Linked DNA regions of Dromaius novaehollandiae: region 1 is linked to region 2. A link is a contact called in public Hi-C data. All regions are on one chromosome and are shown on one strand. The core of a region is the stretch at or near the end of the contact, and the rest is flanking DNA. Distances in the headings are between cores, read along the strand shown.

Region 1 (5,597 bases), core at 3,000-5,499, 64 kb before region 2:
GGGAGATGAGTGGTTGCCCTGCTGTGTTTTTTGGCTAAGGCATATAATTCCATGAATTAAGAGACATGTTAAGAGCCACCTCCAAAGTTTACTTAGAGCCCAGAAGCAGTATTTTTCTTACTAGATCACATCAAATACAGCGTATGTTCTGTTACTGTCTCTGCAGTGAGGTCCCTATGTGATCTTGAGCAAATTATGATATGTCTCAGTTTCCTGCCTCTAAAAGAGCCCCCAGTTTTACAAGGAAGTTACAAGATTTTTATTAAATTGTGTTCTGATTCTGTTTGGTTCAGATCTTATAGTAATGAGCGCTAAAAACATGCTGATGAAGGCCCAAGCATATTCCCCAACCTGTCACTGCCTGACAAAATTAAGCCTGTTTCATGGCTTAATTTTGTGAGTTCAAATCAATTTGTAAAGGAAGTGATTTTTGGGATGCTGAGCAGGCAGAGCTTCTATTAACTTAAGCTCAAAATTAGCAAAGATTCCTATGTGTGCCTGATTCTGTGCAACACAAGCAGTCCAGTCGAAGTGTGTAGGTGACTTTAACAGGATTATCTGTGTTATAGTTTTCATTTTTGGTATTTTTCTTTTCCAGTGGAAAAGTTGGTTTAAGAATTCCCACCTTCTTCCTACCTCTCATTTCCTTGTCCAAACTACAGTTTACCCTCTTAGTTGTTCATGGAGCTGCGCTTTAAACCAGATCAACTAGGAACTTCTTAAACTGAGTTTGCCACTGCATCTACTACGATGTGTAATGATGCTTCCCTGTGTGTTAACATTAATGAGCATGCAGTAAATCAGTCCAGCTCTGATCTGGATGAAAACTCACCAAGGTGCTTTTTTTTCTTTTTTTAAGTGAGATAATTGAGCTGATTCAGTTACTGTTCAACAATATGAATGCTAGTACAACCACCTGAATACTAGTACCAACACAAAAGAGGGGACAGGAACATGGAGTTAGCGGGGGTACGTCTGCACATCCTTTGGTGACAGTATAGTTTTAGATTGACTTAAGCCAACTGCAGTATTGCACCATTTGTGTATAAAAAGCTCAGCATAGCTTAAATGTTTGCAGAGAGGAGGAACAGATGCATTTTTATTTTATCTTCTGGAAAGTTACAAGTTGGCTACTGCAAATTAGTGCTCTTTTGTATTGGCTACTATTACACAGTTGGAATCAGCTACCTGTTCACATAATATAGAAGCAAAACATCGTAGCTGTAGTGTGTAGGACAAAGCTGTCCAACAATTTGTTGAAACTCCAGGTTGGTTTACGTCATACACATCAAGCAACCCTTTAAAAGGTTATTGTTCTAAAAAGAAAAGGCTCAAGTACTGTATTAAATCCTGTTCTGTGATAGGACTAAGAAATGCTGCAAGACAGAATGAAACAGAGTAAGGGGAGAGAGTTTTCTTTGTGATGCCACTGCTAATGTGTATGCATGGGAGAGAAGTACCTACACAAGACTGGTTACCCTGCCACAGAAAGGTACGTTGGCTTGACGTCATTTGTTTTTGATAAACCTAACACACTGACTGTTGTTCATCATCCCTCCTGTCTTCTATGCATATTTTTTATCAGAGAATTGACTGCTCTGGAATTCCCTTGTCACCTTCTTTTCCAGCCTCATAAAGACAAGCTCTATTGGTGCCCCTTTTCCAGCCTTCCAACGTTTCACCAACTAAAACCTCTGAAGCTGGGCAGCCAGTTCTCTACACACCTTACAGTGAATTGTATTTAGGCCCAGCCCATTCAAAAGCACCTAAGTAATCAAAAGTCTCTTTGACCAGCTCTTTTCGTGTTATGTCACGAGCTGTCCTTCACTGCTGGTGTTCATAGAGTTAATTCCCAAATCACAGTACAGGTAAAAGGGCCTTCATATACAGTCCATTTCTTGCTTAAACTTAATTTTTACTGTCAACTAATTGCAAATTGGGTTTCCTCCAATTTGTTTAGCTTTACAGCTTTTGCCAACTTCCCAGTGAAATAAGAGTTTAAATGGTAATATGTCATTAGTGGAGTAAAATATTTGGTGTGCTGTTTGGGACTAAGTACTGCACACCTCCAGAGGGTATGCTGTCCAAGGCTCTGCAAAGCGCTTCAATTTAAGCAGAGCTCCTGCTCTGCTTCAGTTTGAGAGCATGGAGGTCTCCCCACACCAATCCAGTTGCAGCTAAGGCCCAAATCAAAACAGGAAAAAAATTAGGATGATGATAGAAGGAAGGAAATGGAGAAGGAGGTGAGATAGAGGTATATCGTCAGGTTACACGGGTGGCCTAAGGGCTTGTCTCTACACACATTCATTTCTTATTCCTGATTTATTTACATACAGACATTTCAGAATAAAGAAGTGTTCAGCTGAATCCAGAATAGGTTAAGCAGGAACAATTCCATGTGGAATAAAGCCCTGGGAACAGACTTGATGTCCCAAGTCTTTTTAAAGTAATTAAAATAAATGCTTCTATAGATTTTTTCTAAATGGATCTTTGCAAAGACAAAAAAGAGAGACTACTGCTATCTTAGCTATAAAACACTTAGCATTGTCCTCTGTTGTTTAACTTGCCAGACTAAATGATCACACCCTAATGGCCTAGAAAGTAAACTTGAGTCTGATACTCATTTTTAAAATGAGCTTTATTAAGGCATGATACGTGTGCATGATAGGTCATGATGCAGATAGCAATACAGTCTCTTTACCATTATGTTACATACCAAAGGTTGCAGAGGACTTCTTTTCAAGTGCCGTATCTCAGTGACAGATTAAGGCTTCTTATCCCTTTATCCAAGTCCTATGGTAGCTGCTACTAGAACCATAAAAGGATTCAGACATTGAAATCTACAGCTGTGATGAGCGAAACTCCTAATCCCAAGGGCAACTGAAAACCATAGACACATCAGTTTTTGGCAGTATGGTTTTCCGGAGCCCCAAAACGTGGCTTCAGAGCATGCCCAGAAAGACTCTGGTCTTCACAACGCTGAGCGCTTGCCCTCTGTCTCCTAGAGCTGAGCAGGATGTGCAGATTAAGGGTTTCTCCGTCCTTTGCCAGAGGGATGCAGCTCAGCTGGGGTTCCCAGAGCTGGCCCTGTTTGAAGGAAAAGGAATGAATGTGGTTGTTGATGCTTCCCTCCCCTTTTATTTAATAGCTTGATTGTTACAGCTCACCCAGCATGTGGAGCACTTGCCTTCAGCTCCATTGCTTTTGCCTGAGGAGGACAGACATGTTGTGCTCCAAGGAGAGCACCGCAGTCACCAGCCTTTGGGGCTGCTCTGGCACCGGGATCCCTGCTCTGTTTACATGGAAAATGGGAAGAGGCTGTGTGAAGGGGGCCACTGGAGAGCTTCCCTGGGAGAGGGGAGAGCTGCCCTTGCTCTGTTATTTAATGTATATTGTGTAAAGCAAGGACTGGGCCCTAAAGCCTCCTCTGTCTCGGGGGAGATCCTACTTGCTGAGTAAAGTGTCTCTCTGGGACACTTTTCTGTGTTTTTACTGTACCTCCTGGAGCACCTGGGCGAAGGAGAATGTGTCCTGTGTGAAGTCCTCTAGGATGCTGTCCCTGGCTTGTCTGGGTCCACTCCCAGCGAGTCCTCATGTGACTGCAGAGCAGGAGGATCCAGAGGCCGTGTACAGACCCAGCTGGGTCTGAGTGCGCCCGGAGGAACTTGCTGCACCCCGCATTTTGGATTTTTCTTAGTAGCATTCAGTCTTTATGCAGCCAACACTCCTGCTTGCTGTTAATCAGAGTTTGCCTCCGCGAAACGCAAGGACGGATTTCGCAGAAGCATACATTCATGCTTAGATGGGCAGTTGGTCAATGTACAGTTGGCAGCGTGCCAAAGTACACAAACTGCACTGTTGCTGGATTTGGGCACATACACATACAAATACATAGTTCGGCTCTTAACCCATGCTGATTAAACACTATACAGTCTTAAATATACATATATATATATATAAAAATATATTTTATATATATATATGTATGTATGTATATTCCTGAGCTCAACCAAATCAAACCCTCACTTTAGTAAGAGCGATCCCCCAGCAGCGCACCTGCACCGCTACCCACAGCATTAGGCTGCGGAAGCCGCGAACCGCCCGCCGCGGGTGGCAGCGCGACAACAACCGCCGCCGCCGCCTCGCCGCGGCGCGGCCCGGGCGGTGGCCCAGGAAGTGTCGTCACGCCCCGCCCCGCCCCCGGGCGCGCCTGACTCACCTGGGCCGCGGTGGGGCGGCGGCGCTGTGCAGTGCTGCGCCGAGCCGAGCCGGGCTGTGCTGTGGCGGCCTGTGCCGTGCCGTGCGGCGGGGCGGCATGGCGCGGGAGAGCGGGTCCCCCTGGGCCGTGGGGCTGCTGAGAGCCTTCGAGGAGGGCGAGTTCGGCAGCTGGGAGAAGATCGGCTCGGGCGGCTTCGGGCAGGTGTACAAAGTGCGGCACCTCCACTGGAAGACGTGGCTCGCCATCAAGTGCTCGCCCAGCCTCCATGTGGACGAGAAGTAAGGGATGGGCCGGGCCGGGCCGGGGCTGTCAGCGGCGGCGTGGGCTTCGCCGCCCGGCGGCGGGGCCGGGCTCGGAGCAGCCTCGTGCGCGCGCAGGGGCGCTCGCAGAGTGGCGGCGTGCGGGGAGGATCCCGGCTGCCCCCGAGCTGTCCTGCAGCAGCGCTCACGGGTTGCCCTGCTGCACGTCTCAGGCTTGCGGTAACCAAAACATAGCGCTTTCACGTGCCCGAGTAGCCGGAGACGTGTGTGTTGGCGGGTTCAGTGCAGCGCGGTGAAACACGGAGCAAGTTAATATGACACGACTTGTCTGCCTCCGCTTTGGGGGGAGAACTAAAGAGCTCAGGGATTTTTTTGTTTTTTGTTTTCCTTTTTTTTGGCTCAGCTTACAGAAGGCATGCAAATGTGGGTAATTGCACCTGAGAGCAGTTCAAACACTTCTGAGGCCAAACTAGGTTACAGTACTGCTTGCCCTGCCGATGCAACTTTATTTTTAAGAAACAAAACAAGCGATGTAGCCCAGAGTCACAGATCTTAGGAGTACACTTGAAAAACAACAAGCCAACCCAGCCCCACGCAAATGAGGCAGGCGCACTGTAGCTGCAGCCTGTCTTGTAGCCCTGTTTACTGACAGCAACGCGTATGAAGTGTGACTAAACGCAACAAAGACAGCCCCGCAATTAAATATTCCCGAGGCAAACGTGCCCTTTGTCACACTGAAGTGAAGCCCAGACCCACACCTTTAGTTATATTGTGCATATTGGGGCTGGCCACCCTCAAGGATCAACTGTGTTGCTTAGCCACTGGAAGCGGGTTGGAAACAGCCACCGCTCCGCTGCAGCAGAGGTCTTGCCTGCTTCCTCAGAGCTGTTCGGGAAGCATTTCGCCCTGCCCTGGTTGTGCATGTATCGGCTTGTGCGAAAGCGTTGCGCCTGCTGCGGCTCCCGAGTCCATCGAAGGAGTGAAAATGCAGGATGGGATCTGGGGGTTCCTCAGGCCTGTGGTGTCCCACCGCAGCGAGCTCCCTGCCATGGGGAAAGCGAGCCCTTTACCTTGCATTTGCAGTCACCCTTTCATGCTGAGACTCCGGTGTGGTGGAT
Region 2 (5,801 bases), core at 2,002-4,501:
GCTGAGTTATCTCCTTTTCAGATACCTTATAGTTAATGGCTCTGTAAGACTTTGTTCAGTACTATCTAAAACATCTCTGGTGGAAGAACTTCTACTGTCTCTCTTTCTCTGAGGATGAGGGCTTTTCTACCACTCAAAGTGTTAGGTGCTAAGGTCCTCAGGGGAAGGGAGTATGCACAGCAGTCCCCCCACTCCCTTCTTCTGAAGGGTCATGCATCATTAAATAAATAATACAGCCTAATATACAGTCAATCACAGACTCAACTTTTGCCCTGAGCCTCTTGGAAAACTCTCTAAGCATCTTCTTGGCAGCAGGCAGAGTCTGTCCTGGCACTAACTTTGCCCCCCAAAAGCACACACTTAAACAGGTACCATGATGTGACAAGATCATTAACAGATAGGGAGTGGGGGGAAAGCATTAGCCTCATACAAGACTATAAATACAAGGCATGTAATGAGTGTTGGCAAAGTTTTTCATTTTCCTCCTCACTTGTACTGGGTGCAGGTGACCTACATTCTCCCCTTTGCATCTCACAGCTATGGCAGCTGACCATGCCACAGGGTTTGATCATCAGGGAAGTTTCCCAACAGGCTGTTTTCTTTTCCTTCACAAGGTTTCCTTACCTGGCTTAGAAATTTAACTGTGTTGCCAATTCTTATGATTTTATCACAACTGTCCCACTTTTTTTTTTTAATTAAAATCTCAGCTCCCAAAAGCAAGCAGTTATGCAGAAATCTCAGGTTTCATTAAAAAAAAAAAGTTTCCAGACCTCAGAAATGCTAAGAAAAAGCTTGAAAGGGAACATATGTTCTAAAGGTTAAAAATTTAGAATGAAACACAGGAAAACAACTTCTTTTTTTAAATGAGATCAAGACTGTTCACATTCTCAAGCACCTTTTTTGTACATTTATTTCACCTCCCTCCCCAAGTGAAAAGGAAGGGATGAAGCTTGAGCCAGTTTTGACTGTCTAAGATTAGTATTAGTATTCAGTATTAGTAATCTGATATATAAATCTGATTAGCTTGAAGAGGTCAAAAGTCTTACTTATTGAACTTTCATATGCAAGAAGGAAAGATTATTATAAAACTTGTTCATTGTTCTAATCCCCATCAGGAAAATTAATTGTTTTTGTTTTTCTGTTGTTTACACAGCATTAGGAGAGCATCAGACACTTTATAAACACTGAAGGCTGATCTAAATAACTGAAATACAAATATACAGCCTTTATATGAGGGATGGAATTCTTTAGTTATGTAATACAACCTGTCCCAGGCTGTATCTTTTGCTAAGCAGAATCACAAAGATACAAGCCAGAAGAAAAAGACAGATTCAGTTTAACAACAGCTTTGCTGTTTCTACCAGACAGAAAGTGTCTTTACTAGTAAAAATGCATAAATATCAATTCCATGCACGTGTTTTTGCTTTGCCACAACCATGTAAGCTCTCGACACAAATGCAGCACTATGATCACTTCATATGATGGACTCTGTTTCAAAGATTTTTTTGCTACCTCTGCAAGAGCACTAGGAACTTTCAAGTGCAAACACCTTTGTACAAAGCATGCTATAAACACCACCACAAAGACATGCCCTTCCACAGGGGATTTAAAGCTCACAGTCTAGAATTCAGCCAATATCCCAGGTGAGAAAGTGGACAAACAGCACTAGGTGGAGAGAAGTTAAGTTCACAGACTGGTCCATACATAGCAGAGTGGCTGCTAAGGAGTTTGGAATTTTATTTATGTATTTATTTAATAAGATCCGCTGAAGTGGCATATCTGAGAACTAATATCGGGCCTGAGCCCCTTCAGCTCTGCCACAATGCAGTTCATGATTTCAGTGCATAAAACCCAAATGAACAAACCAGGTCAAATCAGAATCAGGCTCTCAAAATGGAACTCAGTCTTAAGGGGAATTCTCAGCCATGAACTTCCTGAATGAGGTGCAATTAAAATCTCAGTGTTGTGTTCATTTGGGGGGGGGGGGGGGGGGAAATAGTTTCAATATTCCATTTCCTTGTTAAGCAGTCACATATTAACGCCAGACATTTAATGACAAATATTTGTGGAAAGCATGCAACATCCACATTCCAATAATCCTTCTTGCAACTGATTTTATGTTTCCCAATACATACCATTTTAAACAAAAAAGTTAAAGAAAAAGACAGCAAACACTATGCAGCTGAAGTCCAGACCACCATTTGCTCCAGCAGCCCAAATGGGATGACCCCAATTTGACAGCACTAAAGCCCCTGGAAACCCCCCCCCCCCCCCCCTTTTTTTTTTTTTTTTTTTTTTTTTTTTTTTTTTTTTTTTTTTTAAGTCTCACTTACACAAGACAGTCCTCAGTTGTTGTTAGGCAACACATGATGGACACTGGATGAGCTCCAGAAAGCCCTTGAACACCCCTGAACTCTACGCAACAGCAAAGGGACTTTTCTTATCGCTCTGAACCAAAAACTCATGCACGCAGCTCAAGATTTAGGTGAAATCTGCAGCTCTAAGCATTTTTTTTAATTAAACAAAAGCATATATCCCAAAGGAGATTCCTCCATATTCCTCCACATGGAATAATGACAGGTGACAACACTTCTCTCTTAATTAGACAGCCAGACTCCTCCTGGGCCCTCTGATTTCTGCTAAAACCAGATCCTTTTTCCATTGGCTGCTGTGCTCCAACTGTGTAGACCTAATTTGCTGTAGCAGAAAGCATGATTGGTCCAACACCATCATCCATCCCTCTGAGGGCAGCAGCCTTTGTGCAACACTTCAGGGCAGTTAGATCACTTTGAGAAAAGCGCTAAGAAATGTAAATCACACACTCTTGTTTTCTTCCCCTCTCCCAACACACTTTACAGTAGTATTTATATTTATCTCACGGCACATTCCTCACAAAAATAACCCTCAAACAAGATGAGCAAAGCTCATCTGTTATTTGACAAAGCTTTGGGAAGTGGTTCCTGGGGGAGAAGAAAGGGCCCCCGATTTACTGGCCAAATTACCTTGCCATCATATTCATATAGCTGGATGCCTTATGATGCAGTCACTGGAGTCAAGCCCATTTCAAGGTGAAAAAAGACACTTATCATCTAGCCAGAAACACATACACGATGTTTATTTAGCCTCCTCTAGCTACAGAGGAGCGCGCGACCCGACCCGCCCACCCGCTAACCTCCTCCTCTTCCTGCTCCTCTCCCTGGGGCACCGCCAAGGCCTGTAACGTCCCTCTCCTCCCGCCCCCCGTTTTCAAACCCCGAGGCTGTTGGGCTGACGCAGTTCCCCTCTCCTCCGCGAGGGGCCGGGCCGGGCCGCGCCCCGCTTCCCGCCGCAGCCCCGTCGCTGGGGCGGCGGCGACCCCTGCCGGCCGTCCTGGCGCCGCGGAGGCCCAAATACAGCCCGGTACGACGGGACCTACCTCACCCCCCCTTAAAAACACAAAACAAACAAACACCCACACAGACCCAAGCGGACAGCATCAGCAAGTCGTTACACTGAAGGTCCCACCATTCTGTCCTATGCAGTTCAAAACGAAATTCTTCTTCAGGAAATGGGGATTTCTGTTTAAATACGGCAGACGAGGGGCACAGACCACCATACTCGGACGCATCCCTACAGCAACACCATCACACTTTCCAGCCAGGGGCCTTGCCTGGACAAATCAAGCAGTACTAGGATGGTTGGCGTTTGAAGCTCCAGTACATCCATACAAAGCATTTCTGTTTATTACTCCACTTTGCCTTACGCTAGTGCAGTAACCATTCTTTCATCAAATTTCACATCCACTTCTCACAGGTGGTGTTAAATTTGCTTCACGCAGGAGCAGCAAAACCAAGGAATTGCCTTTTACTAATGCAAAACGCAACCCCAAGATGTTATATTTCTCCCTTTTGCTTTCAAAACAGAGTGTCCATGAGCAGGCTTGTGATGTAAAGACTAAAGGCAAGACCAAATAAGAAAGAGAAAAAACACACCCTGTTTTCACTCTCACCTGTTACCTCATAGCCCTCAGAGACAGGACCTCTGCTGAAAGAGCTGTTATCAGGAAGCTACAGCAATCAAATCCCTTAGCCAGAGAGACATACTGTCTTCTATAAAACAGGTATGTGCACAAAGGCAGCAAAAGGAGAACTTAATACTCACTCCCACCTTGTGCTGCTTCTGCAAGCAATGAAAATGAGATGCAAAGCAGCTGGGAAGCCCTCAGAAAATCACAGCTGCAGGTAACTTTCCCACATCACTGAGCTATAGAGGTGTGGCTCTGCAGAAGAGAGTGGTTTCAGCTATATTTCAGGGCAAGTCATTGACTTGAATTAGGGGATTGTTGCTGCATGGCAATTTTGTTCTTGTGCATTGGCCTGGATGGGCCCTTTTTTAGCAGGGGAACAAATCAAGACAACTTTTGGGATTGTTGAAACTAGCGTGTGGAGATACAACCTGCTTCCCCTCACTGCTCCTTGTGCTGGATCACTCCTGATGCAATATTAATGTGACTTAGCTTGTGCAAATAGAGAAATCAGCAGCTGGAACTTTTCTGTGGCAAGTGACTGGTGTGATGTGGCACCACACCCTGCCTTGCTGCTTCCAAATATATCTTCTAAAGTAAGAGACCTATCATTTCTTAAAGATGAACTAAACACTGTTCAAATTAGAGAGATAACAAGGAATGGTGATCTCAAAATAATAGACTGTAAATAAACAAGCATCATAATGGTCAATAAAAAGCTGCATACAACAGTTTTGTTTTTTGTCTAGCCAAATAATGGAGTCAGCTATGCCTGGTAAAGTACTTGATCTGTAACCTTTCAGTACTGACAGGTCGAATAGCCCCCTCAGTTTGAGAAGCTGCAGCCTGTCTGTGGGCAGCAGCATTGTGCTTTCTGTTCTAGACCTACCTGAGATGGAGCCATGTCCATCTCTCTTTCTATTTTTACTTCTTCTTTACATTGCTTCACAGCCATCCAGTTATGCGTACACATCTCTTTCTGCTTTCTGTCTCCTTTAGCGTACCCCTTTTCAATTCATCTGCTGCTCCTCCACAGGACCATCTTACGCACAGCTTCAGCTCCCCGTAAATGTTTCTCCTGGCCCTCAGACAAAACATGTTGCTTGCCCCTCTGCTTCCCTGTACAATCTCTGTTGTTTCATGTCCCTCAGCCTCCAGTTCTCAGCCTCTCCTACTTGCTCCGCAATACCTGCAGAATTGAAATACATGAGTTATCTAATTCTGACGTGAAAGGTATTCCAGAGTTTAAGTCATCAGATAATTAGCTTTTAGTCAGATGAGGGCAGTGTTGCAAAACATGTTGGCTCCAGCCGCCACACTTCACTGCTGTTCTTCCTCTCAGTGCAACAGTTTGTGGTCTGTGTTTGCATTCTGAAATGATCCAGGCTGAAAAGAAATATGCTTGAAAAACAAAACAAAACAAAACAAAACCTGGGAGATTTATCCCAAGTCATTTCAGCGTTGTGGTTTACGGCAGCGCCATGCTGACATCTGAACAGAGGAGGCAGCACATGCTGTGGCCAAGGAATGAGCAGCCAAAGACAGGAAAGGAGTTTCTCAAGCAGAACTCCTCCAACAAAGGCAAGATGTGGCTGCAGCCTAAGATTTCTGCACTATTTTTAATCCTGAGAAGATGTGGGGTTTGATTATCTGATCCCTTGTGCAAATCAGAGTCACTTTTTGCATACCTCACTCCTTTGTCTTGTTCTCTAGCCCCTTCCCCTTACTTCTCCCAAATTAGTTGCTGCAAATCCTTCAGTCTACCATAGAATGGTGATTTCTTTCTTTGAATAAGCAA

Evidence for each region. A called contact is a pair of places that touch in the nucleus more often than the background predicts.
Region 1: a contact with region 2 is called in a Hi-C map of brain, with 5 times the contacts expected there. The contact joins the promoter of RIPK4 here to the enhancer-like site in region 2. A contact is called at or near these places in 3 of 4 Hi-C or Micro-C datasets (brain, liver and ovary).

Annotation. Positions count from the first base shown.
Region 1 is chr1:121,356,836-121,362,432 of bDroNov1.hap1, reverse strand. It overlaps RIPK4 (receptor interacting serine/threonine kinase 4), which reads left to right and starts at 4,249. Exons shown (of 8, transcript XM_026121568.2): 1 at 4,249-4,497. The coding sequence starts at 4,316. LOC112996184 (a long non-coding RNA gene) reads right to left here and starts at 4,207. Exons shown (of 3, transcript XR_010392758.1): 1 at 3,499-4,207; 2 at 3,188-3,292; 3 at 2,621-3,087.
Region 2 is chr1:121,291,916-121,297,716 of bDroNov1.hap1, reverse strand. No RefSeq gene overlaps it. Among named protein-coding and RNA genes, the nearest start is that of TMPRSS2, 26 kb to the right of the region's middle. Within about 2 kb of position 3,251, at least 2 of the 2 cell types and tissues checked have open chromatin away from gene starts, as enhancers often do.